Linked DNA regions of Macaca mulatta: region 1 is linked to region 2. The links are chromatin contacts, called in public Hi-C maps. All regions are on one chromosome and are shown on one strand. Each heading gives the region's core, a stretch centred on a gene start, on an enhancer-like site or on the middle of the called end of the contact. The rest is flanking DNA. Distances are from core to core; before and after follow the strand shown. Region 1 has its middle 38 kb from the start of THEM4. Region 2 holds the start of S100A10 (S100 calcium binding protein A10).

Region 1 (4,521 bases), core at 816-3,315, 51 kb before region 2:
TATGGTTTGTTTTTCTGAAGTCCATCTGACTTCCTGTTTTGAACATGATCCAGGTGCTTGGTTGGAACTGTGATCAGAATTACTTTTTTATTTTTATTTTCTAAATTTTTATAAAGATGGGGTTTTGCTATGTTGGCCAGGCTGGTCTTGAACTCCTGGTCTTATGTGATCCTCCCACCTCAGCCTCTCAGAGTGCTGATATTACAGGCGTGAACCACTGTGCCTGGCCCAGAATTACTTTTAAAAGTAATCGTACTTGACTTAGCCCTGTTAAGGCTCCAAAATTCTGGCGAGGCCCCTTTGGCTGTAAATACTTAGAAAAACTGTACATGAGCAAAATAGAGAAGAATTAGATAAACATGGCTTTGTATATAGCAGTGTCTCAGTAAGCAAGCAAACTGATATTCCCTACATACCCTATTTCAGAAGGCAGGCTGAGTGGCGCTCAGGCAGAAATACAGTAAGTTCAACTTAATGGCACGTTTCAATCCAAGATTGAAGTGTGTGGCAATTCGTGCCAGGAACTCTTACAAGCAGTTGGCATGAATTAACTTCTTTGATCCTTGCAGCAGCCCTAAAAGTAGGAAATATTATTGTGCCCCTTTTACAAGTAAGGAAACCAAAGGACGGAGAGGGAAAGTAACTGCCCAGTCACACAGCTAGTAAATGGCAGAGGTGGGGCATGGACCCAGGCAGCCTGCAGGTTGCACTCTGACGATGAGACGAATTTCTGGCAAGCATGTTTTGCTGACCTCTCCAAGGCAGACCTAATGTCGTGACAAAACCTGTTGCACTTGCTTACTGTGGCACGATGCTCTTGTGTTGTGACACAGCATAGCTACAGTGCTTACAGCACAATGCTGTGAGCCCAGAAGAGCTTCATGTAACCCTTAAAGATCCAAATTAGACCTAAGAAAATTGCTAGCCCACAATGACAGCATCCTTACATCACGTCAGCGCTTTAAAAAGTGGTGAAATTTAACACTCGGTTTGCTTTTGAAATCAGGTTCACCCAACCTCCACTCTTAGCTGTGCATTAGATAAATGTAGAAATTGCCTCCTTTTTCATCTTGAGTCTCAAACAACAGCTCTGGACTCAGAGCTAATAGACTTCCCGAGTCCAACCAATTCAAGCAGCCAATGAGGCATCCTGGCAAATAAGGACATTTCTCCAGGGGATGAGGCTGTCCTTGGTGCCCTTGCTCCCCTCTGCCAGCAGGATAGGTTCTGTGAGTTATGCTTCTGGTCATGGTGGTGGGCTTGTGCTGACCTGTCCCCAGTAGACTCCTTTGTGATGAGGGGTGGGACTGATGAGATGCCTGGCCAAAGTGGCAGAATCTGTGACTGTGAAAGATGGTGACACTGCCAGGTGTAAGGAAGGACTTAAGTTGATGGGCACCAAACAGAGAACTTTCTCCATGCCTGTGACTGGAACATGTCCATCTTGGTAGCCAGGTCTCCACTATACAATTCAGAGTTTGCTCCCTTAGCAGTTAACTGTCAAATTAGAAATTTTTTAGTCTTTAAAGCCTCGGTATAATTTAACTATAGTCAGCAGAAACAAACAAGTGAACAAAACCCAACAATAACTTGTGAGGCTCTTCCTTTCCTATAACCCGAGGTCAGACAGTGGTTAAGGGTGTGGGTCCCTGGAAGATGACTGCATGGCTTGAATCCTGGCCCTGTGACTCACCAGATGCATAACCTTAAGCTCTGGGTATCTCAGTTTCTTCATCTTTACAATAGGAATAATGATAATGGAGGACGAAGAGTGCCTCATAGTAAGACCTTAATAATGACCACAATCTCTGTTTCCCGTCATCGTCAGGTAGTGTAATCTGGTAGAGACATATACTAGCTGTGAAGAAGTAATTATGTTATTTTGGCTCTCCCCTTTTTCTCTTTGCTTCTTGCACTGCTGACATCTCTCGGGTGCCAAACAGCCTCTTCCTGTGATTAAAGTTTCCAATTTATAACAAACAGAAACAAACAAAAAGAAAGCGGTAGTACTTACTGTAGCCACGCCCTAAGCGAGGGCAAATGCAGGGCTGTTGCCATGGTGATGCAGAGTCTTGTGTAAAACACTTGGCCTGGGGGCAGTTAATGAGTCATACTCAGGGATGGGTGGGGAAAGGGCAACTGCTTTCAATTAAAAGGGACAGGCCAATAATAGTTGAACTGGGAGACTGCCTTGGTTCCTGCAGTACATCAGAGACACCTTGGGGCTGAGGGTTTGATTATACACTTGGTTCATTTGTTGTGTGGACATTTTCTATTTCCTTCCTCTGGGTAGAGGGAGCGATACAGTAGATTCCCTTTTGCTCTTCCACTTACCTAAAATACTTCCAACTTAGTTCTGAAAAAATAAGTTCTGTTTTCTTGTGAAGTCTTGATACAACTAAAGCTAGTGAAAGGATTTTTGTGACTTTCTTCCATCCCCTGTGTCTTTGCATATATTCATTGTCCATAAGTAAGGCATCTGAAACCTATTATTCAGCATTTTCCTAAACTTTTCAGCTGGAAGTGTTTAAACAACTATAGGCAACGTAATTCAGGATGGAGGATCTATACCTTACATGACTTCTCTGAAATTTAGTGCTGGTTGAAATCAGTAAACCTGCCTCAAGCACGCTGAGAAGTGGTTACATGTTGCCTCCTGATAGGGTGTGTCATACACCTCAAGTGGTTAGTTATGATTAATATTGCTCAATTCTCATTGACTACTCATAGCATATTGGGCAGGAGCAGAGTGTGGACATACCCTCTAGGAAATGACATGCTAATAAATGTCACTCAATCACTTAACTAGGTCTTACTGAGCTGTTGCCATGAGAAAGGCACCGTGCTAGGATGTAATCAGAAAATATAAACATAGTAAAACACAGCTCTTTCCCACTGAGAGCTTATAATCTTAGGTGAGAAGGAAGAGAAAAAACGTAGGAAAAAATAACTAGCAATAATATGATGCACATGGTAATATTAAATGAATAGTACCAGAAACGTGTGTAGAGGAGGGAGAAATTACCATGGGCTGTGGCAGTCAAGGAAGGTGAGATTTGACATGAATTTTGAAGTATGGGTAGAAAAGAGAGTGAGGGCATTCAGGAAAGGAGAAAAGAGCAATAGCACCGAGACTAGGCCTCATCCCTGGAACATGGTCCATGTAAGGATGTGAGGACCAGTCAAGGGAGGGCCAGAAACTGGGGACGAGACAAGTCATTTGAGTGGAGTGCTATTAGCATATCATGGAGGATCATTAGTACAGCGGGTAGTACTTGTGAAGCCAAACAAAACCAGAGGAACTATGTGGAATCCAAAGGAGGCTATTCAAAAACTTGCAAGTTATGGGCCTGCCAAGGAAGGAAAAAGTGAAAAGAGTAGCGATTTCAGTCAACCCAAGTCATACAATCAAGTGCAGAAATTAACAACATAATTTTATAAGGTGTGAAGGATCTGATGAATTGGCATGGTGACATTACGGTGACTCAAGAGCCAAATGAAAGCTCTGTTGAATCAGAAAAATATATATACTAAATCTTCAACATCAGTTTTATAATATTTAAGGGCATTTGATTATTATGAAAGGCACTCTTTAAAAGTGATTGTTGAGTTTTGCTTGATTAAAAAGTAGTATATGAAAATTTATACTTAAGGTACAAAAAGATGAAAAAGCTGGGTTTCTTTTTTTCTTTTTTTTTTTGATACGGAGTCTCCCTCTGTCGCCCAGGCTAGAGTACCCTGGCGCCATCTCGGCTCACTGCAAGCTCCCTCCCCCGAGTTCACGTCATTCTCCTGCCTCAGCCTCCCGAGTAGCTGGGACTACAGGCGCCTGCCACCACGCCCGGCTAATTTTTTTTTTTTTTTTTTTTTTTAGTAGAGACGGGGTTTCACCAAGTTAGCCAGGATGGTCTTGATCTCCTGACCTCGTGATCCGCCCACCTCGGCCTCCGAAAGTGCTGAGATTACAGGCGTGAGCCACCGCGTCCGGCCAAACCTGGGTTTCTTAAATTTAATTTTAATAAGTCAAATATTAATTTTAAAAATAAAAATTTTGCAAATAATTTTTTCTATGTACAATTGCTGCCTTCAAGGACACCAACAGCCCCACATCACTGTGGGGCCAGTTTTAGAAGCAGACCTTCAGGGAGCAAGTTGGGTGCGGCGGGGAGGTGGGCTGCAATGGGAAAGGCTGAGATTGCTGCAGGTCAGCACAGCATGGAGGGTGTCCATGGAGGCCAAAGGTGATTCAGACCAGCAGGGGCGGTACTGGGAGACTAGACACAGGGTCTGTCAGTCCTTGGGGGTGGGGCTTGGGGAGGGACTTTAGTCCCTCAAGGTATTGTAAAAGTTATAAGAATCAAAATTGAGTCCGGGCGTGGCGGCTAACGCCTGTAATTCCAGCACTTTGGGTGGCCAAGGTGGGCGGATCACAAGGTCAGGAGATCGAGAGCATCCTGGCTAATATGGTGAAACCCTGTCTCTACTAAAAATACAAAAAATTAGCCAGGCGTGATGGTGCCT
Region 2 (4,402 bases), core at 1,831-4,330:
CCTGAATTCTAGTTATTTGTGTTTCTGTTTCTTTCCTCACTAGGTTGCAGGTTTTCTGAGCAGGGTCCCAGTAGCCAGTGCCCCAGCCCTCATAGAGCCTGCTCAATGAATTGTTAAGAAATTGATAATAATGTATTTTGGTTTTCCTGGGAGTAGCAGGGAAGCAGGAGTCCTCCTCAGAAAAGTATCTGCTCCTGAACAATCTCAAATGTTTGCTTTGGACCTATGCCCAGATCCTGGCTGCAGTTTCAAAGAGGACACTTCTGAAGAGTGAGTTGGACTCACTCTTTGCTCCTCTGTATCTTGTCCATACCCTAGTTTTCTTACAGCCCACCCAGAAAATAAACGGCAGAGCATCAGTAAAAACAAACATCTGTTATTTAAAATGTTTGAGGTTTCCTTCCTTTCGCTTTGGAAATTTTGGATTTTTAAAAATTGAACCCAGAAGGCATTCCTGAATTTGATCTCTGAAGGAAATTCAGAAAAAAATGAGTTGAAGCAATGGATCTGGATCCAGTCTGTCTCTCTCACCTCTCACCAAATAAAACTTGCCCACTAAAGAACTGGGCAGCAAAGGAAAGTTTCAGATGCAATTCAATAGGAAGAAAGATCTTGGAAGAAACCTCCTCCAATCTAACCGAGTACATCAATTTTTCCTTAAAGAATGCTCAGGCATCATCTTGATCAGCCAACATAGCTATTGTCACAACTGCTGTTAAATCCTTTGGTAGGATGGGTGGTACATATTTAGTAAAGGGATAGAAAGTGCTGAAAATTGTTTAAAAGAAGTAAATTCTCTTTTTGCTTTTGATGTGAGATTCCTAAATTTGTTGAGTCCCCAGAAAAATGAGAAACTTAAGATGTTAAAATTTTAGTCCAGCTTTCTCAGCACTTTGAGTGCTAATTTATACATTATAACCCTGAAAGAATTCCATTGTTTCTCTCAACTTTACGCTTTAAAAGACTGGACTGTGTCCAAGGGTATACCAAGTGGGTTGTGCTCTACAAAAGTCACATTTTTTGAACTGTCAGTAGAAAGCAGGGAGGCACACAGTCTCAGCTCCACCCAGCTCAGGCCTGACCTCACTGGAGTGGCTGCTTAGGAGGCTGGCCAGAGGCCAGCACACTAGAGGAAAGGGGCCTATCTGATATGCCTGAGAAAAGCTAGGAAGAGCATCACCTAGAAAGCAGGGTGAGACCCAAAAATTGCTTCATGCCCAGTAGACCAAAAAACTGGAAGAACCGATATAAGAAACTCCAAATGGTGGATCAAGGGCCACAGTGAAGAAACTACCCTCTGGCTGTGAAGGAACAAATACACCATTTGCAAGGGATGATTAAACAGAAACTGGATAGGAATCTGTGGGGGCAGGGCCGATTAAGAAACTTCCAATAAGTTATATGAACTCATTCCCACTCCAACCCCTGGCATTATCTTTTGCAATTTGCTGTAACATGTTGGAGGCAAAGATCACTGCCTGGGTGTTTCCATGAGCCTGGCCTCACCTAAAACACACAACATAAAACTTCACTCCTGGAGACTGAAACTCAAGCTTCTGGGGAAAAATACCCGCAACAACAGCAAACCTCTTAACGGGAAAGGCTACCTCCCAAGTAAGGCTGAGGCAGGCTGCCAGGCGCATACTGGCCGATAACGAAAAGCGGTTTCGCCAAGGCCCTACAGATCTAATTATCTGCCCTCACCCGCAATTCAGTCAAGAAACCTCTCCTGAAGACTGGCGGCCAGTCCAGGTGTGACTCACTTCCTCTTGGAAAATGCCCTCTGAGATGGCACAGTTCTCCTTTTCCTTCAGGGAGTGTTCTGTCCAAATCATCCACCGAGAGTATCTGCAACCGGCCACACCCACATGGTCTCACAGCTGAGTCACAGGCCTCAGACCACTAGGAGAATCCTGGAGCCCTTTGTGCTAACCACGCCCTGCAGAAGCTCTCGCAGGGACAGAACCGGGTGGGGGCGGAAGGCGGGGTGGGCTTAATGCATCCCAGAATCTGGCTTAGGGCTCCCCTGTGCTGGCCTGGCTTGGAGCTCTCTGCATTCCACCCCCAGCCAACAAGGCAGAACTCCTGGTTTCACTTAGGTAGAGCTGGACCAAGGCTGGACAGGGCAGCAGTGTCCACGGCTAGGGGCAGCGCCATTCCTTCGGCCAAAGCACAGGTGGTGAACCAAGTACCAATGGCACGTCTGTCTGTCTCACTGCGCCGGGCCAAATTAATCTATGATTGGAAGATCCTTCATCAAGACTGCTCTTCCTCCATCTCTTTCTGGTTCCACTTATTAAGAGAGCAGGGGAACCCTTTCAGCAGAGAAACCACGTCACACAGGGCCCTCTCCCACACATCCCAGCCAAACTGCTTTAGAAAGAAACAAGTGGACCTCCCGCCCTCGGCAGGAAGACCCTTCCCGTCGAGCAGACAACAGGAAGCCCCAACCTGAAACGCCTGTTTGGCCGAGGGACTAAGGGGTACGGAAGGGACGCCCCCAGCTGCCTACTTGTCCTACCCGCGCCCGGTTGGGCCGTCCAGCCGGGACCACGTACGAACGTGCAGACCCGGCCTGCGGGCGGAACCCACCAAGAAACACGCCAGCCAGGGCAGGGGCGTGCAGGAGGGGTTCGGTAACCCGAGAGACGAGTGGGAAAGCAGGAAAGGTGGGAGTAATGCAAGGCAAACATAAAGTGAGGAGGGAAGAGGTTCAGGGGCTCACCACGGTCCCCTCCTAAAGAACAAGTGTCCCCTCCTCTGGTCCGCGTGGGTCTGGGGGTGGCCGCGCCCGGGCCGGGAAGGGGCGCTGCTGGCCTCGTCTGGGTGTGGCCTGGAGCACTAAGCAGTGGATTCCCCACCAGCCGCTCCCCACCCAGCTCCGCGGTGCCCGGGACGCCCCGCGAAGCCGGGTGCGGGGGTTTCCCCGGGCAGCAGGTCCGGGGCTGGGGACTACTCAGGAGGGGCGCGTGGGCCGCGCGGAGCTCACCTTGGCCGAGGCGCGGCGGACGCTGGGCGAGCTGGACGCGGGGCGGCGAGGCGAGCGCGGCTGGCTGTGCGCCTTCCTTAGTACGTGCGGCGGGTGGGGAGAGGGAGGTGGCGCGGGAGCGGGTGGAGCCTGGCGGGCGCTCGGCAGGGCGCTCCCCAGCCCTGTCTCCTCCCCCTCTTCCTGCCCCCTACTCCCCCAACCCCGGGCGCGCGGCCCACGCCCTGCCCTCGCTACCGGACCAGCCTCGCTGAGGCCTCGCCCGCCCCAGACAGAGCGTTCTTGTAAACTTCTCTTCAGTAGGAACGGTCCTGCTCTTGAATATTTCAGGGCATCCCCACCCTGGGCCTGCCCTTCCTCTCGGGTTTGGTTTTAGGAAGTGTAGAAATCAAAGAACCCGGCAGTCCTGCGGGTGGGGCACGCTGGCGCAGAACCAGAGGTAACCGGCTCTGTGGGCACCTACGAGTCTAGGACTTACTTGCTGGATGACCCTGCAGGGAGTTGCACGTGGAGTCCTATCAACCTCAGAGGCACTATCAGATTAGCCCTAGGAGGTCCGTCCGGGGGTCTCGGCGGCCTGCACCCGTGGCGGGGCGGCACCTCCCCAGAAGCCGGGCTCCCGGCCCCGCCGGCCCGCGAGGTGCCGCAGGGAGGGTGCGGTTTGGCTTGTCAGCACCCAGAGCGTCACAAACCCTTTGTTGAACAGGGGATTTACCCCTCTTGTGGCTTCACTTGATCAATAGTTCAGTTTCAGTGTGGCTAATAGTGGTAAAAACTGGCCGGGCGCGGTGGCTCACGCCTGTAATCCCAGCACTTTGGGAGGCCGAGGCGGGCAGATCACCTCAGGTCAGGAGTTCAAGACCAGCCTGGCCAACATGGTGAAACCTTGTCTCTACTGATAAAAAAATTAGCCGAGAGTGGTGGTGCGCGCCACCAGGAGACTGAGGCATGAGAATCGCTTGAACCCGTGAGACAGAGGTTGCAGTGAGCCGAGATCGCACCACCGCACTCCAGCCTGGGCGACAGAGTGAGACTCTGTCTCAAAAAAAAAGTTAAAAACTAAGTTTCCAAGGCATTATGCTGTGGTCCTTAAAAGTCCTTTAGAATAATTTTCTGGAATAAATTAAGAGAAAACCTAAGTGTTTCCTAGGGGATGCTTACCAACTCCTCGCCCCTCCCCCTCACTCCCTTTTATTTTAATTGTGACTTAGGGTTAAATACAAACTACTAGCAGCTGTTGGTGGAAAAGAGCCCAGTGCCAAACTCTGGGGTTTTCCTTTGTTCCCACGGGAGGCCTTGGGAGGAATGAGTGATCCCAAAGGAATGAGCAGACTTGGGGAATCCTCCAAGTGCCACCTCTGACTAATCTTGGCTGTTGCCAGGAAAACCCAACTTGGATTTCAGCTATTACTTTCC

What was found. A called contact is a pair of places that touch in the nucleus more often than the background predicts.
Region 1: a contact with region 2 is called in a Hi-C map of CD4 T cells, with 2.4 times the contacts expected there. The contact joins the enhancer-like site here to the promoter of S100A10 in region 2. A contact is called at or near these places in 7 of 14 Hi-C or Micro-C datasets (CD4 T cells, cortical neurons, fetal cortex germinal zone and 4 more).

The regions. Positions count from the first base shown.
Region 1 is chr1:115,110,200-115,114,720 of T2T-MMU8v2.0, reverse strand. No RefSeq gene overlaps it. Among named protein-coding and RNA genes, the nearest start is that of THEM4, 38 kb to the left of the region's middle. Within about 2 kb of position 2,065, at least 20 of the 40 cell types and tissues checked have an H3K27ac peak or open chromatin away from gene starts, as enhancers often do. A contact at or near this core is called in CD4 T cells, where this site is marked.
Region 2 is chr1:115,060,547-115,064,948 of T2T-MMU8v2.0, reverse strand. S100A10 (S100 calcium binding protein A10) reads right to left here and starts at 3,080. Exons shown (of 3, transcript NM_001278418.1): 1 at 2,990-3,080.